Linked DNA regions of Sus scrofa: regions 2, 3 and 4 are each linked to region 1. A link is a contact called in public Hi-C, HiChIP or PLAC-seq and promoter capture Hi-C data. All regions are on one chromosome and are shown on one strand. Each heading gives the region's core, a stretch centred on a gene start, on an enhancer-like site or on the middle of the called end of the contact. The rest is flanking DNA. Distances are from core to core; before and after follow the strand shown. Region 1 holds the start of TLE6 (transducin-like enhancer protein 6). Region 2 overlaps LOC110259368 (a long non-coding RNA gene). Region 3 holds the start of GNA15 (guanine nucleotide-binding protein subunit alpha-15). Region 4 holds the start of GNA11 (G protein subunit alpha 11).

Region 1 (3,063 bases), core at 407-2,906:
TAGATCTGCAGTGGGGATGGTTATCCCTAGCCACATGTGGCTACTGAGCAATTGACATTCTTTGGGCCAGTGTGCCCGAGGAACTGACTTTTAAGTTTTATTTCATTTTAATTCATTTTAATTTAAATAACCACAGGTATCCAGCAGATACCCTAGGAGACAAGACAGCCTCGGATAAACTGGTGTGTCCAGCTGACCAACGACAACCATGGAGAGGAGGGGAGCACACAGGGAGAGGCAATTAGCAGCAGACTGGACCATAAATATAATACACTTCAATTGAGGGCCAGTGGAGGGATCAAGGGCGAAAACCTTTAGTTGCCGCCAATCCGTGGCAGCCCTCACTTTCTTCTCCATAGATAAGCCACAAAACCCAATTTGTGTGTTTACATCATAACCCCTAGGGGCTGCACATCCCAAGATCTGAACCCTCAGTGGCCTATTTCCCTTACACACTCCTCACCCCCCACAAAGCACAAGATGGGGTTGTGGGGGAGATTTCTCCGGTTTGTGTGGATCCCAAGCCAGCATCCTTCCCACCCCCTCCAGGTGCAGGCAGGTATAAGAATCCCCATCAGCATTCTGTGAATTTTGAACACAACAGGGTTTAGGGCCATGGAGATTACAAGATTAGCTCCAATATAAAACAGATTTGGAGAAAAATAAGAAAGGGAGAATGGAGGCCTCCCTAAGGTGGTGACCTCTGACCCAGAGCTGAAGGTGAGGGATCCAGTCAGTGGCAGTCAGGGGAGAGACCCTCTCTGGCCCAGGGGAGAAGAGCCAGTGTAAAGGCTCTGGGGTGGGCACAAACTTGGCGTCTCACCCCAAACTCTGGACTAACGGCTTCACATCTCAGAATCCCTCCACACACCCCACCCCTAAGTCTGACATCACCCCAGGCCTAGAGTACCCACCACTCTTTCTCTCTTGGCCTTGAACCTGAGAGAGCTGAACTAGGCCAATAGTCCCAAGGCCTTTGCAGCTCCAGCTTTTGGTTCTCAGATTCTCAGAGCCTCTGTCCCTGGGCTTGAAGAGCAGCAGGGAAAATTCGCTGATAAAATGCACAGCCCTGGGTTTGGCTCCTGGGAAGCCTGGAACTAAAAAAGTTCAGTTTTTTAATATTGAGGAAAAGGGTCTTAGTGCGTATCTAAGGACTAGAGCGAGACTGCCCTACCTAAGATCCCCCCACTTCCACTCTCAGCGCCCCACCCCACCCCCGCCTCCCAGCCACGAGTCACTCCTGGGTAAGACGAAAAAATTATAAGGCTTCTCACCAAACAAGGCAACTACAAGCCTCCCAGGCCCTCCCCAAGTTCTACCCTCTCAGACCCCCAAACCCCTTGTCCTTCTAAATATCTTTACTCCAGCCTGAACCCCAAACTACCTTGACTCTGCAAGCAACCCTTTCCTGCAGCGGGACCGCGAGGGTTAAGCTGCGGCGCCGGGCGCGCTGATTGACAGTCCGGCCGGCGGCTGGGGAGAGCCGACCAATCAGCGACGGCGACCGAGACCCACGTGGGAAAGCAGCCTAGCCATTGGCCAGCGCCGCCAGCAGCCGCCCGCGGAGCCTGAGCCCACGTGCAGCTGCTCCCTGCTCATTGACCAGCTTCCCGGTTCAGGTGGCTGCGGGCCGGGGCGGGGCTGGGGCGGGCCGGGGTGGGGCCCGATGGGTCAATTGGCCCCGGGGGATGGGAGGAGGCGCTTCCAGTCTGCCTGAACTTGGCCGACCCTCGCGGCATCTTCCTGGCACCTCACGGGCCACGATCTTGAGGGAGGCGAGTAGACCCGCCGGTCTCCTGGAGGACCTCAGGGTCCCTGGGCTGGGGAGGAGGCTGGAGGGATGCTGAGGGGTAGAAGCGAAGTGAAGAAGGGTTAGGCTTGCTGCTACAGGAGTGATTGGAGTAGAGCGAAGTCTCTTTCCTCCTGAGAAATTTCTCCTAATGCACCTGGCCAACTCTTACTCATCCGTCAAAACCCCTTTCCAAATTATGTTCTCCCGTACTTTAAGAAGTTGTCTCAAAACTAAGATTGAGCTTTGGCATCCTTCTCTGGGTTTCCTCCCACCCTGACTGCTCCTGGCGGGGTGTGTAGGTGTTCAGAACCATACCCCCCCCACCACCTCATAAGGTGAGGTCCTAGGGTCCCCATCACTAATTAACACAGCTGGAAGCAACAGCGGGGTAGATGAGTGAATGTAGGATGTAGGGAATGCTGTGGAATACCGCAGGCAGGGAGGGGACTGGGGACTCAGGACTGGGTCCTGGCAGGGGTGGGTGGGAGGCCGAGGGTGGGGTAGAGCTGCTTCTGTCCCTGCCACTGCCCAGCCTTCTGTGTTCATGATCTTCTGTCTTGTTACTTTTATTAGAGTCCCTGGCTAAAGTCTTTGTGACTTCTGCCTGAAGATGACCTCTCGGGGCCATCGCAGCCCCCACGAGCACCTTCAAAAGATGGTGAGGCCTCCAGGAACTTTGGTGAGGAGGGCCTGGCTTGGCATTAGCCCCTGGGGGAGAGGGGGTAAGAGGTTGGGGGCTGGGCTCAAATCTAGTTCTCCTGCTCCTGAGAGAGGAAGAGATGTAGGCCTGTCTTGCCAGGCCTTAAGCTGGGGACACCAACCCATCATGGTTTAAGATATTTATTTATTTAGTCCTTTTAGGGCTGAACCCATGACATATGGAGGTCCCCAGGCTATGGGTCCAATCGGAGCTGCAGCTGCTGGCCTACATTGCAGCCATAGCCACAAAAACACAGGATCCAAGCTGAGTCCGCCACCTACACCTCAGCTCATGGCAATGCCAGATCCTTAACCCACTGAGCAAGGCCAGAGATCGAACCCAAATCCTCACGGATACTAGTCAGATTCCTTTCCTCTGCACCACAATGAGAAATCCTCAGTTAATATTTTATGAACCAAAAAAAAAAAAAAAAAAAAAACCTCCCCCCATTCCTTCCTAAAAGACTATTTCTAAGCTTAGGCCGGGGGCAGGCAAACTTCTCTAAAGGGCCAGAGAGTAAATATTTTCAACTTTAGGCCAAGAAGCAAAATGGAAGATGCCTGTGGGTACT
Region 2 (3,160 bases), core at 368-2,867, 77 kb after region 1:
CTACAAGTCTCCAGAAGCATGAGAAATAGATTTTGGTCGTTTAAGCCCATCTATGGTATTTTCTTATGGCACCCCAAGCTGACTAAGGCAATGGGCTATGTGATTTAATCCCCAGAATAGTCCCAAGAGGAAGTGGCTCTAGCCAAGGAGACCCAGGGGCTCAGAGAGGGCAAGACATACCCCTAAGTTCACACAGCCAAGAAGTGATAGAGATGAGATTCCATCTCCAGTCTGGCGAGTTCTCTGTCCTGCATGTATCTCCTTAACTTTCCCCAGATGCCCCCAAGCCAGTCCTGGGAGGCAGTGTAGCCTCCTAGTTAATAGGCAGCTGCGGGTTTGTATCCTCACTCTGGCCTTTTACTTGTTGAGTGATGAGGACCAAGTCAAGTCCTCTCTCTGCACCTTTGTTTTCTCATCTGCAAACAGAAGTCCTAAGAGTTCCAGAAAGTTGTAAGGATGGAATGAAATCCAGCGTGAGGCTCCCCTTAGCTGGGTGTTAGAAGTGTACATTAACTGAAATGAAAGGAAATTAAAAAATTGAGCTCCTCAGTTGCACAAGCCACATCTCAGGGGCTAGCCACTGTGGCTGGTGGCCACCCCACTGGACAGGGAAGATGCCCATCATTGCCCCCCATGGCAGGAAGTTCTGTGGAGAGCATGGCCTTGAACATTCTTCTTCTTCTTCTTTTTTTTTTTTTTTGTCTTTTTGTCTTTTTGTTGTTGTTGTTGTTGCTATTTCTTGGGCCGCTCCCACGGCATATGGAAGTTCCCAGGCTAGGGGTTGAATCGGAGCTGTAGCCACCGGCCTACACCAGAGCCACAGCAACGCGGGATCTGAGCCGCATCTGCAACCTACACCACAGCTCACGGCAACGCCGGATCGTTAACCCACTGAGCAAGGGCAGGGACCGAACCCGCAACCTCATGGTTCCTAGTCGGATTCGTTAACCACTGCGCCACGACGGGAACTCCGGCCTTGAACATTCTTGAGCATTGGTTTTCAGCTGGGGGTGATTCTGTCCCCAGGGGACACTGAGTGATGTCTGGAGACACTGTGGTTGTCACAACTGGAGGGCTGCTGGCACCGGGTGGGTGGAACAGGGAGGCTACTCATCACCCCACAGTGCCCATGACGGCCCCAAGAGGATGAGCTGACCCCCTGTCTGCAGTGCTGGAGGGGGTGGGGGGACACTGGAGTAGGACAGTGGGTCTCAGGCAGGTCCCAGCAGCATCACCTGGAGTCTTGATAGAAAGGCAAAATCTCCGGCCCCACCCCCAGCCAGCAATGCTGCTCACATCCTGCAATGTCCAGGACAGCCCAAATGTCCCCTGTGCCAAGCAGGAGCGACCCCAGACTAGAGCTATGGCGGCCACTAGCCATACACTGTCAAATAGTCTTACGCGTCAATTGATGGAAATGAAATGAAATGAAAAATGTATGTCCCCAGTGGCCCTGGCCACCGCTCCGGGGCTCAAGCGGCTAGTGTGCCGAGCAGCACCGAGCTGGAGTATTCCCGTTCTGGCAGAAAGCGCTTTCGCTCCCCAAGGTCAGGCCAGCCTGTCAGCGCTGGCTCCACCCACTAACAGGGACCGAGATTGCGATTCCAGGATCGACCACATGGGGGCAGCATGTCCCAGGAGCTGAAGCCCCCGGGCAGAGGCTGAGCAGGTAGCAGGCAGCCCTCAACTGGCGGGCTAGAGCGTCCACCGTGGGCCAGACTCTGTGCTGGACACGGCGCTGCACTCCAGACAGTCTAGTCCAGGTTACCCTCTCGCCCTTGGACATTGGTCTGTGCGGACCGTCCTGGACACTGTGGGGTGCAGAACAGCATCCCAGGTCTCACCCACTCCATGCCAGAAGCCCCCCAGTTGTGACAACCAGATGTTCCCAGACATGGCCTATTGTCCCCAGGGGAGGCAGGACTGCTCTGAGAGAGACCCATTGGATTAGGGGATTGCATGGACCCCCAAGAGGCTGGTTTCTATGACCATCAGACCACCGAGGTCTTGGGATGCTGTACACATTTAAATGCACACCTAGTGGGAGGGGCGCAGTGACTCAGGTAGTGGGGGCCACTCTGGTCTACACCAGCTGACCATTGGAGATTTATTCTGGTGTGTAATTTGAGCTAAGAGATCAAAATCATTTTTTCCCCCAAATAATTAACACAGGGTCCCTCCACCTCTAGGACATTTGGGGCCAGGTCATTCTCTGGGGTTGGATGTTCTGGGCACTGTGGAGGGTTGAGCAGCATGCCAGGGCCCCACCTAGTTGATGCCAGAAGCCTGTGGTATGACAACCACAGATGTCCCCCAACATCGACTGGTGTCCCCTGGGGGCAGAATCCCACCCCCCAAGTTGTGACAACCAGAAATGTCATCAACATTGCCAGCTGGCAGCTGTCTGTCTGTCTCTCTTTTTTATTTTTTTAGCTGAGTCTGAGGCAGGTGGAAGTTCCTGGGCCAGGGATGGAATCTGTGCCACAGCAGTGACAATGCTGGATCCTTAACCCGATTTGCCACCAGGGAACCCCTGCCGTCTGTCTCTCCCTCCATAGGGCAAAATTACACCCAGCTGGGAATCACCATTTTAGTGAATCAACTCATCAGACAGTTAATATTTAAATTATGAAACAAGATGCAGTATATAAGGGGGGCCTTCAAACTTTTTTTGACCATGACATCTTCTCCCAGTAAAATTAAATTAACTAAAAATATGTATACCAGAGTTCCTGTTGTGGCTCAGTGGTAATGAACCTGACTAATATCCATGAGGACACAGGTTTAATCTCTGGCCTCGCTCAGTGGGTTAAAGATCCGGCATTGCTATGAGCTGTGGGGTAGGCCTGTGGCTGCAGCTCTAATTCCACCCCAAGCCTGGGAACTTCTATATGCCATGGGTGTGGACCTAAAAGGACTATATTATATATATGCATATGTATACCTACCTACTACTCAGGACACAAATTTAAATATGTGCATCCCCCCAATAAAAGTTGACCAAGATAACACTTGCCCCTGCTAAGCATGATGCGTTATGATATTTCCCGTTCTATATTGCTGAAAATGAAAATGTGAGTCTTGACTCACTGAATTGATTTCTCCACCTACAGATGGACAAAAACAGTGATGCAGAGTACAGGCTGATGAAGGACCCAAA
Region 3 (3,377 bases), core at 198-2,697, 120 kb after region 1:
TGGCTGGTTGGTTGGTATTGAGCTGCATGAGGTATTTGTACATTTTGGAGATGAATCCCTTGTCAGTCATTTCATTTGCAAATTTTTTCTCCCAATCTGTGGGTTGTCTTTTCATCCACCATCCTATTTCTCTCTCTATAAATGTGACTCCTTCAGGGACCTCATATGAGTGGAGTCTTTGTCCTTCTGTGTCTTGTTTCTCTCACTGAGCATCATGTCCCCAAGCTCCATCCATCCACGTTGGAGCAGGTATCAGAATCTCCTTCCCTTTTAAGGCTGAATCATATTCCACAGTCTGGATGGACCATATTTGTTTATTCGTCTGTTGATAGTCACTTGGAGTGTTTCTACCTTTTGACCACTATCAGTCATGCTGCTGTGAACACGGGTGTGCAAGTATCTCTTTGAGACTCTGCTTTTCATTCTACTGGGTATAAACCCAGAAGTAGAATTGCTGGGTCACGTGGTGATTCTATGTTTAAGTATTTGAGGAATTGCCAGACTGTTTCTACTGGCGGCTGCCTCATTTCATGCTCCCACCAGCTGTGCATGCGCCTGCGGCATGCACAGGTTCCCGGGCCAGAGATCAGACCCGCATCACAGCCGTGACAACAGGGATCCTTAACCTGCTGAAACACCAGGAAACTCTCCCCTCCAGTTTTGTTTACTCGTTCATCAGTGGGATGGAAATGCCTTGAAGTCCCCATGTGTGCCAGGCACTGTCCTATGCACTGCAGATACAGGGAGAAGACAGCACTTAACACCATGACTTAATCTATGAAGAAAAACAGGGAAGAGGCATAAAGAGCAATAGTGGCCGTTTCAGACAGGCTGTTCAGGAAAGGCCTTTCTGAGGAGGTGGCATTCAAATAGGATTCTGGCAGATGTGAAGGGAAGAGGCCGTGCTGTGATCTAAGGGAAGGGCTTTCCAGGCAGAGGACACAGCTGGTGCAAAGGCCCTGGGGCAGCACCATGCTTGCTGAGTTGGAAGAGCAAGCCCTAGTGTCTGAAGTGCAGCGATCCAGCAGACAAGAAGGAGGAGGGGAGGGCAGGCAGAGGACGGGCAGGTTCTTCAGATCCTTGTGAGCTGCAGGGATGATTGGGATTTTACTTGGTGGGAAGTGGGAGACCTGGGGGGCTGTAGGCAGAGTAGGGTAGAGCCTGACCTAGGCGCTCACAGACCCTCTTTGGTGGCTGCTACGGGGAGGACAGACTGGGATTGGGAGGGATCGGAGGCCGGGGGGAAAGGGGCTGCACTGGTCCTGGGGTAGCCAATGGGCTGGTCCCCCGGGGGAGGCAGACAATGGGAGTGGGATTCAGGCAGCAGGTGCAGGGAGGGAGCCAGCGGAGGCGGCCGTCGGCGCTGGCCGTCATGCCCCTCGCTGCCGGCAGGTGCCGCTCTCCCGCGCTCCACTCGCCGGCCCACCTGCAGCTCGAACATGCACACGCCCGAGAGGTCTTCTCCGCAACACCGTTCGAAGAGGAAAACCGGGAGGGAACCGCCAGGCCGTTGCTCTGACGGTAGGCAGCGCCCCGGAACCTGAGCCCCAGCCGCGGCGGGTCCAGCCAGGAGGGCTAGTGCAAGGTGAAAATGCAGGGCTTTTGTGACAACACCAGGAGGTTTTTAAGACTGAAAGCCTTCGGAGCACGGGTCCCTCGCCCACGAAGCCGGCCCAGAGAGCCGGCGACGGACACCTGGGTGTTTCCTCCTTTTGGCTAAGGTGAACTTTGCTGCCGTGAACATGGGTGCTAAGTACCCGCTGGAGACCCTGCTTTCTGTCCTTTTGGATATAAACGCAGAAGTGGAATCAAATTCTTGATTCATCAGTAATAAAGGGAGGGGATGGACCTTAGTGATTCCCTAGGCTTGGGCCAGCCCTGGTGGGAGGGGGCATGACTTCGGGTGTGGCCCTAAGTTACCAACACTCCCATCCGCTGAGGAATGCGAGGTACTTTGAAACTATATAAACATCCTATTCCTCATTACGCCAGAAAGGATATTTTTTAAAATTGAAGTATAGTTGCTGTAGAACAACTTGTGTTAATTTCTGCTGTACAGCGATGTGATTCATGTTATGTATACACTTTTTAAAATATTATTTTCCATTATGGTTTATTGTAGGACATTGCATATCGTTCTCTGTGCTACACAGTAGGACGTTGTTTATCCGCTCCATGTATAACAGCTTACATCTGCTAACCCCAACCTCCCCCTCCATCCCTCCCCAACCCCACCCCCTTGGCAACCACAAGTATGTTCTCTTTGTCTGTGAGTTTGTTTCTGTTTCATAGACAGATTTCTTCGGTTCATATTTTAGATTCCACATAGATAAGTGGTATCATATGGTATTTGTCTTTCTCTGTCTGACTTCACTTAGTGTGAGAATCTCTGGTTGCATCCATGTGTGGCTACAAATGGCATTATTTCATTCTTTTTTTATGGCCGAGTAACATTCCATTATATATATGTACCACATTTTCTTTACCCATTCATCTCTCCATGGACATTTAGGTTGTTTCCATGTCTTGGCTATTGTGAATAGTGCTGCAGTGAACATAGGGGTGCATGTATTTTTTTTTTTTTTTTTTTTGTCTTTTTGCCGTTCCTTGGGCCACTCCCGCGGCATATGGAGGTTCCCAGACTAGGGGTCGAATCGGAGCTGTAGCCGCCAGCCTACGCCACAGCCACAGCAACGTTGGATCCTTAACCCACTGAGCAAGGGCAGGGACCGAACCCGCAACCTCATGGTTCCTAGTCGGATTTGTTAACCACTGCGCCACGACGGGAACTCCACATGTATCTTTTTGAATGAAAGTTTTGTCTGGGTATATGCCCAGGAGGGAATTGCTGGATCATATGGTAATTCTCTATTTAGTTTTCTGAGGAACCTCCTTACCATTTTCCATACCAGTTTTACCGATTTACATTCCCACCAACAGTGCAGGAGGGTTCCCTTTTCTCCACATCCTCTCCAGCATTTGTTATTTGTGGACTTACTAATGATGGCCATTCTGACCAGTGTGAAGTGGTACCTCATCATAGTTTTGATTTGCATTTCTGTAATAATCAGTGATGTTGCACTGCCTTGACTAAGACAGTGTTTCTGTGTTGGGGGGCAGGGGTACTTTGTGGGTAAAATATTCTATCCAAATAAATCTTTTTACCACAAAGTATGCCCCCCCCCCCGCAACATGGAAACACTGTACTAGTCAGGGCCATGCTGCCTGCCTGGCAAGAGAGGATTCCTGTTGGAAAGTACACCCGGGGGCCCTCATGGGGCTATTGATGCCCTTATCCCTGACCTCAGTGGGGATCATGTGGTTGTTGGTGTCACAGGAATTTGTTAGATTATATATTCATATTTTATGTGTTTTCT
Region 4 (3,468 bases), core at 895-3,394, 94 kb after region 1:
CTAGAGGCAGCAGTGATCAGAACAGAGAACCCTACAATAGGGTGAGGAGGGAACAGGCAAGCAAAGAAGATGATTTCGGGCTGTGGAAAGGGCTGTGGGAAAGTCCAGCAGGGTGCTGCTGGGGTGGGGGGGTGGCATTGGAAAGGTCTGGCCTGGAAAGACCTGGCCTGACGGCCCCTGGAGGAGGGGACATTGGAGCCAAGGTCCAGGGGACAATGTTTCTGTTCATTTCCCTGGTTACAGTTCTTTATTCAAGTGGAGCTTTCCTCTATTTGTGGGACAGGGTGTGGAGGGGGACCCCAGACCCCTGCCCTGACTGCGTGTCCAACTAGGGTGGGGGCAGAAGGGCCAAGATCAGAGCCTTAAGGAGCCAACCTTTCCTCAGTCCCAATCAACTAATCAGTGGAGACCTTGACCTTCCCCTCTCCCCTTATCTCAAGACAGGTGAGCACAGTGTTCAAGGTGCAGCTTGGAAGGTACATGATGTGATCTGGGCAGAGCCGGGGGTGGGGGTGGGGGTTCCAGCCAAGTCAGGGCTGGGGGAGGTGCCGATGTCAGGGAACTGTGGAGAATGGCACCTCACTTTCCTTGTCCATGAAATGGGTCTCAGCATGAGGAGCACCTCAGACTTTTATACTTTTCCCATCATTCGAAACACATGGGTTGAGTACCTCCTGTGTGTTTGGGCCTCTTTCTAGGTCTCTTTCTGTTAAGAGGCCAGACAGTGAAATTTTTTTTTTTTTTTTGTCTTTTCTAGGGCTGCACCCGCGGCATATGGAGGGTCCCAGGCTAGAGGTCAAATTGGAGCTGTAGCCGCCAGCCTATGCCAGAGCCACAGCAATGCCAGATCCAAGCCACATCTGCGACCTACACCACAGTTCACAGCAACGCTGGATCCTTAATCCACTGAGCCGAGGCCAGGGATTGAACCCATAACCTCATGGTTCCTAGTCTGATTCATTAACCACTGAGCCACGATGGGAACTTCCAGATAGTAAATATTTTAGGGCTGTAGCAACTACATAACTCTGCTGGTGCAGGGTAAAGGCAGCAAATCTCCATAAATGAATGGGCGTGGCTATGCTACCATAAAATTAACTTGGCAGGACTCGGTATATAGTAGGCACTTCATTAATCCTTGTTCCCTGACTGTAATATAGTAGCGCTGCACTAATACCTGGTCCATGCCTGGTATATAGCAAGTGTTGCATTAATGCTTGGACATGCAAGGTTTACAGTAAGCATTCCACTAATGTTTGTTTCCTGCCTGGTATACACCAGGCATTGCATTAATGCTTGGTTACATCGTGGGCACGGCATTAATAGCTGGTCCAGGCCTGGTATACAGCAAGTACTCCATTAATGCTCATTCCATACCTGGCATACAGAAGGCCTTACATTAATGCTAAGCCCAAGTCTGGTATATAGGAGAGGTTCCCTTAATGCATGCTCCAAGAATGGTTGAGAGTAAGGTTCATTTCTGGTCAGGCAATGGCAGGGTCCTGGGAGGCCGTGAATGCTGGTACCTCGCTGCCTCACATGGAGCCCGACGGATCGACCGACAGCAGCTGCGGATCTGAGCCTTTAGCTCCAGCATAGCCGAGCAGGGCCGAGCGGAGCCGAGCGCAGCCGAGCCGCCCTGCAGAGTCCGCCACATTCCCACAATCCCGGGCGGCCCCGCCCGGCTCCCAGCTGCGCGTCCCCCTTCCCACGTCGGCGCAACCTAACCCTCGGGCGCGCCCGCCTCGCCCCGCCCCGCCCCGCCCGTGCGACGCCCCGCCCAGCCCAGCTGCTAGTCCCGCCCCCGCGGCGGGCGCGCGGGCCACCGCCCCCTCCCATTGGCCGCACTGGCCGCCCGTCGGCGCTGTGCGGGCGCGGGTTAGGTTGTGAGGCGCTGTCGCTCGGTCGCGGCGGCTGCGGTTGGCGGTGGCGGCGGCAGTGGCGGCGGCGGCGGCGCGGGCAGAGGGCGTCCGGGCGGGATCAGCGGCCAAGCGGGACCGGCGCTCGCAGGTGGCCGAGGCTGACCGCCGGCCCGGGGGCCGAGCGCCGAGGGCCAGGCGGGCGCGGCCAGGGCAGCTCCGGGCCAGGGCCGGGCCGGCCGGGGGGCGACGGCGGGGGCGGCCGGCGGGCGGCCGGGGCCGGAACGATGACTCTGGAGTCCATGATGGCGTGTTGCCTGAGCGATGAGGTGAAGGAGTCCAAAAGGATCAACGCCGAGATTGAGAAGCAGCTGCGGCGGGACAAGCGCGACGCCCGGCGCGAGCTCAAGCTGCTGCTGCTCGGTGAGTGGGCCTGGCCTGCGGGGTCCCCAGGGCCAGCGGCGCGGGGACGGCCGAGCGTGGCGGCCCTGCGTGGTGTCCACGGTGGGGACCCCGGGCCTTGGGGTCAGCGTACTCGGTGCCGTCGGCCTCTGGGCCACCTAAACCCCGCAGGGTCATCCCCAATCTCTGCTGTACAGGCTGAGTCCCTGAAACGCGAGGGGCCAGCTCCTGCCTCTGCTGTCCACATCAGCGCCCCAGAGCCTCAGGATCTGCCCGTGCCTCTTCTTTCCATGGCAGGGCCCTGATCCCCAATCCCCGAAGTGTCAGTCCCCAGTCTCTGCTGTCCAGAACGGGCCCGGGTTCCTTCAGGATTAGCCCTCGCCCCTCCTGTCCAGGTGGGCTCCCAGGACGCTTCGGGATCAGTCCCGGCCTCTGCTGTCCACTCCTTGATCCCTGCAGGGCCAGCTTCTGCTTCTGCTCTCCAGGTCAGGCCCCCATAACCCTGGAGGGTCTGCCCTATGCCCCTTCTCTTGAGACACGGCCTCTCCCTGCACAGGGCTGGCCCTCCGTCTCTCCCCCACCAGGTGTGCCCCCCTTGCTGACCCCAGCATCTGTTCAGGTCCAGACCTTCCGGCTGTAGTCCAGTAGATGTGCCCCTTGCCTCCTGGGATCCTTTCTCCACTCTTCCCACCAGGTGGAGCCCTGTTCCCTGCGTGCAGGGCCCCTCCAATCTCCGTTCTCTCAGACCAGTCTGTGTGGGGAAGACCCATGTCCCTGCCAGTGAGGTACACCGCATGGGCGAGAAGACAGCCTGTCCCCTTTTCTTGGGGTCGGGGCAGGTGGAGCCCCAGAGGGGCCTTAGCCGGTTTTCAGAACTGGCCAACTCGGCAACCCCCCCTATGTCTTAGTGGGAGCCTGGGCTCCCCGGTCCTCCTCTCCTCCTGGAGAAGACTCCTGTTCGAATCTCCATCTCCCCAAGGCACACCTGTTGGTGGGAGCCAGTCGGCCCAGCTGTCAGCGAAGTGTTGTCACCCCAAATAAGGGTTGTTGGAGGCCTTACCTCCGCAGTCAAAGGCAAGAAGGTCGTTTACACAACAGAAGCCCTTGCCCTACCTTCTCTGGACCTGGGCTGCATTCCTGCACTGTGGGAAAGTTGGAAATGCAGCTGCGATGGGCCGTGGGTGGAGGAGGGGTCTGCCGCGGAGGG

What was found. Promoter capture Hi-C pulls out the DNA fragments that hold promoters and counts their contacts. Hi-C and Micro-C count contacts between places; a contact is called where the count stands out from the background. HiChIP or PLAC-seq counts read pairs in DNA pulled down with a chosen protein or histone mark.
Region 2: a Hi-C map of alveolar macrophages shows a contact between it and region 1, with 2.2 times the contacts expected there. The contact joins the enhancer-like site here to the promoter of TLE6 in region 1. A contact is called at or near these places in 16 of 47 Hi-C or Micro-C datasets (alveolar macrophages, embryonic fibroblasts, epiblast stem cells and 10 more) and 1 of 2 datasets of contacts at active chromatin or transcription factors (skeletal muscle).
Region 3: an H3K27ac HiChIP or PLAC-seq map of alveolar macrophages shows a contact between it and region 1. The contact joins the promoter of GNA15 here to the promoter of TLE6 in region 1. A contact is called at or near these places in 1 of 5 promoter capture datasets (liver), 2 of 47 Hi-C or Micro-C datasets (blood and embryonic fibroblasts) and 1 of 2 datasets of contacts at active chromatin or transcription factors (alveolar macrophages).
Region 4: a contact with region 1 is called in a promoter capture Hi-C map of liver, with 2.9 times the contacts expected there. The contact joins the promoter of GNA11 here to the promoter of TLE6 in region 1. A contact is called at or near these places in 1 of 5 promoter capture datasets (liver), 8 of 47 Hi-C or Micro-C datasets (blood, embryonic fibroblasts, heart right ventricle and 3 more) and 1 of 2 datasets of contacts at active chromatin or transcription factors (skeletal muscle).

The regions. Positions count from the first base shown.
Region 1 is chr2:75,549,269-75,552,331 of Sscrofa11.1, reverse strand. TLE6 (transducin-like enhancer protein 6) reads left to right here and starts at 1,656. Exons shown (of 15, transcript XM_021084155.1): 1 at 1,656-1,775; 2 at 2,366-2,471. The coding sequence starts at 2,403. It overlaps LOC110259369 (a long non-coding RNA gene), which reads right to left and starts at 1,613. Exons shown (of 5, transcript XR_002341701.1): 1 at 1,385-1,613; 2 at 915-1,097.
Region 2 is chr2:75,472,163-75,475,322 of Sscrofa11.1, reverse strand. The region is part of intron 2 of LOC110259368 (a long non-coding RNA gene); the gene reads right to left. Among named protein-coding and RNA genes, the nearest start is that of GNA11, 17 kb to the right of the region's middle. Within about 2 kb of position 1,617, at least 13 of the 83 cell types and tissues checked have an H3K27ac peak or open chromatin away from gene starts, as enhancers often do. A contact at or near this core is called in alveolar macrophages, where this site is marked.
Region 3 is chr2:75,431,879-75,435,255 of Sscrofa11.1, reverse strand. It overlaps GNA15 (guanine nucleotide-binding protein subunit alpha-15), which reads left to right and starts at 1,447. Exons shown (of 7, transcript XM_005654729.3): 1 at 1,447-3,377.
Region 4 is chr2:75,455,531-75,458,998 of Sscrofa11.1, reverse strand. GNA11 (G protein subunit alpha 11) reads left to right here and starts at 2,144. Exons shown (of 7, transcript NM_001044538.2): 1 at 2,144-2,282. The coding sequence starts at 2,147.